2 separate regions of the Oryctolagus cuniculus genome follow, and region 2 is linked to region 1. Evidence: chromatin contacts called from public Hi-C data. All regions are on one chromosome and are shown on one strand. The core of a region is the stretch at or near the end of the contact, and the rest is flanking DNA. Distances in the headings are between cores, read along the strand shown. Region 1 holds the start of ACTN1 (actinin alpha 1). Region 2 overlaps DCAF5 (DDB1 and CUL4 associated factor 5).

Region 1 (2,700 bases), core at 90-2,589:
CATCTAGGGGTGACTTAAAGCACCCAGGAGGACTGTGGATGTGCAAACACTGTCATTTCAATAAGAGCCTTGCGCATCCTAGGATTTTCATATCCTCGGGGTCCTGGAACCAAGCCCCGCCCCCATCCCCCAGGACCCTGAGAGCCGCCTGCGGAAACCCAGCGCTCCTGCCGTGCGCAGCAGTGTGCATTAACCTCTGGGCAGCTGGCTCGCTGCTCTTCTTCGGACCTCGATGCCCGCCCTCCCCCCCCATCGCCCCCTCCCCGTGATGCTCCCTGCTTCCCCGGGTCTCTCACGGCCGCTGCCGCAGGGTTGAGACCTTCCGCTTCCTAAGTCCAAAGAAGGAAGTGCAAGCCAGGTACGAAGCAGAAGTTGGAGGTGCTGAGTCCATCTTGACCTCTTTCCTCCTCCAGTAACAATGAGGCTTTGTTGGTCAGGCGTTAGGTTACAGGACCGGCTTGCGGAGTCCGAGCCTGCTAAAGCATTCTCTCTGGGAGCTTAGCTCTCGCAGCCTCGGGTTCTCCATCCGCGAGGTGTGTGCTGGTGGGAGGGGGCGTGGACAAGGGAGATCCCTGCGGGCCCTCGCTCCCAGTTTTCAGGACGGTGCTGGGGTCTGCGGGAGGGCGAGGGAGGACGCTGGCCACACGCTGGTAGCCCCTCGCCAGGCCAGCCTGCGGGGCGTGCCCGGGGGGGATTCCGGGAAGCGGCGACCTGGGAAGAGGCCCGGGGCAGAGGAGCTGCAGCGAAGCCGCTCGCTGGCCTCTAAGAGCCGCTGGCCGGCGAGAAACCTGGTCCCGCAGGGCGGGGACCAGCCGGGGCGGGGCTGGGGGGGCCGGAATCAGGAAATTCCTTTCCGTGGCAGCCCCTCCCCGCCCCCCTTCTTAGGGGCCCGACCTGCCGGGACCCAGGTGCCCTGGGAAAGAGAAAGTGAAATGCTCGCGGTGGTGGTGGGGGGTGGTTCCCTCGCACCTCGGGGCCCCCGCCTCGCCTGGGCTCGGGGCTCACAGCACGCGTGGGAGCGCACGAACGCCGTTTCGCTCCAGCCTGGGGCCTCCCCGAGGGCGGCTCAGGGGGCTCCCCGCGGGCGGCTCAGGGGGCTCCCGAGCTCCGAGAGGCGTCCCCAGGCAGCGGTCCCGTTCAGCTTAAGCTGGTGTCACATGAGCCGCGGGGGAGTGGGAACCGGGGAGTGGGCGGGGCCTTGCGCGCCGAGAGGGGGCTGCCAGGTCCACCTATGTGCGCCGCGGCCCTGCTGACGGATGCCAGGAATTCCCAATGAGAGGCGATGGGGGGAAGTTTGGGCAACTCGGCCTGGCCAATGGGGAACCTCGGGAGGGCTCTGCCCCTGCCCCCGCCCCCGCCCTCCTCGGCTCCCGCAGCGCGAGTGTGTCCGCCTTGCTCAGTGTGCGTGGGGATTTGGTCCGAGCGCCCGCGCCCAGGCAGGCAGGCAGGCAGCCCGCGGGCTCCGGAGATCCAGCCGCCGCCGTCGCCGCCAGCAGCAGCACCCTCCGTGAGCAGCGCCGCGGGAGATCCGGGCGCAGGGGAGCCAGCCCAGCCCAGAGCCCGGCCAGACGTCCTCTCCACGCCGGGGCAGCCGCCGCCGCCTGGGTCCCCCGGGGAAGAAGGTGGAGGAAGAACTCCAGCCCCTAGCACGCGCGCACCATCACCATGGACCACTATGATTCCCAGCAGACCAACGACTACATGCAGCCGGAGGAAGACTGGGACCGGGACCTGCTATTGGACCCGGCCTGGGAGAAGCAGCAGAGAAAGGTGAGCAGCCGCCCCCACTCGCCGCAGCCCCCAGCCTAGCCGTGCTGCGCCCGCCGCGCTCCCGGCTCCCGGCTCCCGGCTCGGAGCGGGTTCCGGGCGCGCAGTGGCGGGGGCGGCGCGGCGGCGGCGGGCTTGGGTGTTGGGTTACAGGCGCGGGGCGGAAGGGGGAGCGCCCAAGCCCCAGAGCCCGCGAACGCCGAGCCCGAGCACGGGGAGCTGGCGTAGCCGGCGGGCAGGTCGCCGTGGGGCCCGCGATCCAGGCCGCCCCGCCGCAGTCGCCGCCACCATCCCTGCGTGGGCAGGGCGCGGGGGCGCAGCTCTGGAGCCTGGGGCCGGGACCCCGGCTCGAAGGCTGCTCGCTCGGGATCGATTTTCCATTCTCTCCCCCGCCCCCTGGCCGGCTCTCCATATGGCGTGCGGTGGCTGCGCGCTTCCTGGGCAGCGGTGGGTTCAGTACCTGCGGGGCCAGCCAGCTGCCTGGGACTCTGTGTCCCCAGCTCGCCGGCCAGAGGGGTTGGGGGTCACCTCGAGACCCGCCCGGAGGTGAATCCGCTGGAGAGCGGTCGTGGTGGAGACACCCGGGGGGCGGCCGCGGGCTCCGCTGAGGGCCCTGTGGGGGCGGGGTCAGGACTGCGAACGGTTTGGTTGCCTCACTCCGGAGGCTGGTGGTTGCGAGCCGCACATGGCTTGCGTCGGCGTCCTGCTCCCCCGGCCCCCGCTCTTTTCCCGGCTGGATTCGAGCGGAGGGGCTGCGGGGCGAGGGTCTGTCCCCGGGGGATGTTCGGGGTCTGTCAGTGGTTATCCGCGCTTAGCCGCGTGCGGGTTGCTCGCTCCTCCATGGGGCTGGCAAGGGGACCCCCGCAGAGTGTCCAGGGGCAGGAAGAGGTCGGAACCCACTCTTGTTGCGGGGGGCGGGGGGCGAGGAGCGGA
Region 2 (2,700 bases), core at 137-2,636, 120 kb before region 1:
TAACCATCCCAGAGAGGAATCTGAGAATTTCCATAATAGGAATGAACAAGGACAAGAAAAGCAGTCAGGGATCCTATCTATGCGAGACAAGTCTTCTGGCTTTTAATTACGATGAGATTAGTCAGTCCACACAAATGGACCTCGATACTGTGCCAGAGAGCCTGTACTTTTTTAAGATTATTCTAGGCTCAATAGGTAATTCATTAGCCTCAAAATGAAATTAACATTTCAAGGAATTGGATTCAGGGAATGAAGTGTGAAATATGCTAAGCCCAATTTGTGTCTTCCCCATGCTCATTGCCACCTTTGTAGATGAGTTCTAATTACAAGAGTATTAAAGATCATTTTGTACAAAGCTGACAAAAACCAGACAAAACTGAAACTAAGAAAGGCTAGTTTAGGCAAGTCACAAAATATACAACCTGCGCCAGAATGGAACCCAAATTTCTAGGCTCTCAGTATAAATATTTCATTTCACTCTATAAATGTTCATAACTTGATGCTAATAGGAACAAGACAGGCAGTGACAGTCAATGAATTGGGCTGAGAGTAACAATAGGAAGTGATGGGAACTGTGGTTAATTGGAAAAACCGATGTCCCATCTAAAAGGGCGGCTTCTGTTGAGTTCCAGCCCATTGTTGCCATGTGGGCCTTAGGTGGCCGGGGCCTTTGGTTTTTTTCAAGGCAACGTAGATTTTTTATGTGATGTCTCATGATTTTTAGTTATGCAACAAACCATACTTCACTGTATGAATGAAATAAATCTGCGCACCATACCTATTCTCAACAGCCACTAGTTTGAAACCTCTTTGTTTCTTTCAGCAGGATATTTTTTCTCCTGTTTGGTTCCATGGTCTGTGGGCCACTAAGTTGTGGATGAGTGGAGACAGATCCCTTCCTCCTGGCCCCTGCTGAGCTCCTTCTAACCTTGTGCCCATCCCCTCGATGCAGATGCTTTGCTGAGCACCTGCTGCGCCCCGGATGCTGTGGGAGACACTTTCTCATGATCTTGCCAGACAGTCCCCTCTCTGAGACTTTTATTCATTTTGTATGTACCATATGGCTTGTTTATTTCTAGTGTAATATTTTAATTGTTTGATTTTAATAACTCCTTCCATGAGATCAGATGATAGAATGACATCACTTTGGCTGGGTACCAATGGAAACAATTAGCTCCACTAAAGACTTCCGTGTTTTTTTTTTTTTTTAAGCCGGCCCACCTTCTGTTCTTACCTTATACTGAGGAATGTTACAGTAGAACCACATTCCTCTGGAGGCTGCCGGAAGCCCAGGCTCTCCCCCTTGCTTCTGCATTGTACTTGGAGTTTGGCTTTGTTCTCTCCTTGAAGCCTGCCTGCCTACATCGTGCCTTCTTACTTCTACACACTCCTCTGTGCCTTCAGTGAGCCAGGCTCTTAGCAGGGTTAAAAAAGAATGCCAGTGTTTCACCTGCTAGCTCTTCTGGGACACACTTGGAGGACAGCACTGGCTCTTGTCCCCACTCTTTTACAATTCCTTAAATGGCTCTTGTCCTAGGTTGTGAGTCCAGCGGAGTGTGTCAGCCTTCTGGGAAAAAAGTCTTTCAAGCTAACAGGCATGTGTGCCTGGAAATGGATAGCCTGGTCATTTGCAGATCTTCTCTGTGCCTGGCCTGCATAGCTCCTACATCTTCCTGAAAGAGAGATGGGGTGGGCAGAAAGTGTAATCAAGTTTCCCTAAGAAGCCTGAGCACTGGTGGTCCTGAGCAATGCAGTCTTACACAGGTTCTTCTTTTGAACTTGATAAATGGCAAGAACCGCCCCCTCCCCAAATTGTGATAATAAAAGCATCCTATCCCATTCCCTGGAGAAAAGAGCTGACTTGTACCTTGTGAATCCAATAAAATGGCTTGAATGCATGGCCTGGCCCCAGACATTACATCAGCACTCAGCCTCTCTGTGTTGATGTTATGTGGGTATAGCAGAGGTACAGGAATGCACCAGTAAGTGCTCTCCAGACGCGAACAACACCCAGTAAAGGTGTAGCTTTGCTCATCAAAGAACTCCGTGCCACCCTGATTAAGACCACCGGGGGTCTAGCACTCCATGTGTTCTTCCTGGTCTGAAATACAGATAGATACACCCACGCACACACATACTTTTTTTAAAGGAATAGATTTCTTTATTATTTTTTATTTTCATTTTATTTGAAAGAAAAACAGAAAAGAACAGAAAGAGAGAGAGAAAGAGAGCTCTATCCACTAATTCACTCCCTCCAAATACCTGCAACAGCCAGGGCCCAGCCAGGCTGACGTCGGGAGCACAGTATTCAGTTTGGGTCTCCCGCAGGTAAGGGAGCCATCACCTGCTGCCTCCCAGGATGCGTATTAGTAGGAAGCTGGATAAGAAACAAAGTAGCCAGGACTCGAACAGGTACTCTCATATGGGAATGGGGCAACTTGAAACCACTGTGCCACACACACCAACTCCAGATACACTTTTTTTTTTATGGTGAAAAAACATATCTAGAATTAGCCAGACTCAGTTTAGGTGATGCCAGTTTTGTTGGCAACATCCAAAGCATCATAGTCAGGAGCCCGTCAAACATGCCTCCTTCTCTTGGTCAGGTCTGACCAGAGTATTGACCTTGCTGGGACATCGCCCTTGGCCACGTCAGTGTGTAGAGTTCCTTCACAGGCTGTTTGATCTGGTGCTCGCTGG

What was found. A called contact is a pair of places that touch in the nucleus more often than the background predicts.
Region 2: a contact with region 1 is called in a Hi-C map of an unstated tissue, with 2.2 times the contacts expected there. The contact joins the enhancer-like site here to the promoter of ACTN1 in region 1. A contact is called at or near these places in 3 of 6 Hi-C or Micro-C datasets (psoas muscle, skin fibroblasts and an unstated tissue).

Annotation. Positions count from the first base shown.
Region 1 is chr20:14,857,756-14,860,455 of mOryCun1.1, reverse strand. It overlaps ACTN1 (actinin alpha 1), which reads left to right and starts at 1,339. Exons shown (of 22, transcript XM_002719521.5): 1 at 1,339-1,770. The coding sequence starts at 1,666.
Region 2 is chr20:14,976,362-14,979,061 of mOryCun1.1, reverse strand. The region is part of intron 6 of DCAF5 (DDB1 and CUL4 associated factor 5); the gene reads left to right. LOC127484648 (a long non-coding RNA gene) reads left to right here. Exons shown (of 2, transcript XR_007911780.2): 1 at 1-2,700. Among named protein-coding and RNA genes, the nearest start is that of DCAF5, 67 kb to the left of the region's middle. Within about 2 kb of position 1,386, at least 1 of the 8 cell types and tissues checked has an H3K27ac peak or open chromatin away from gene starts, as enhancers often do.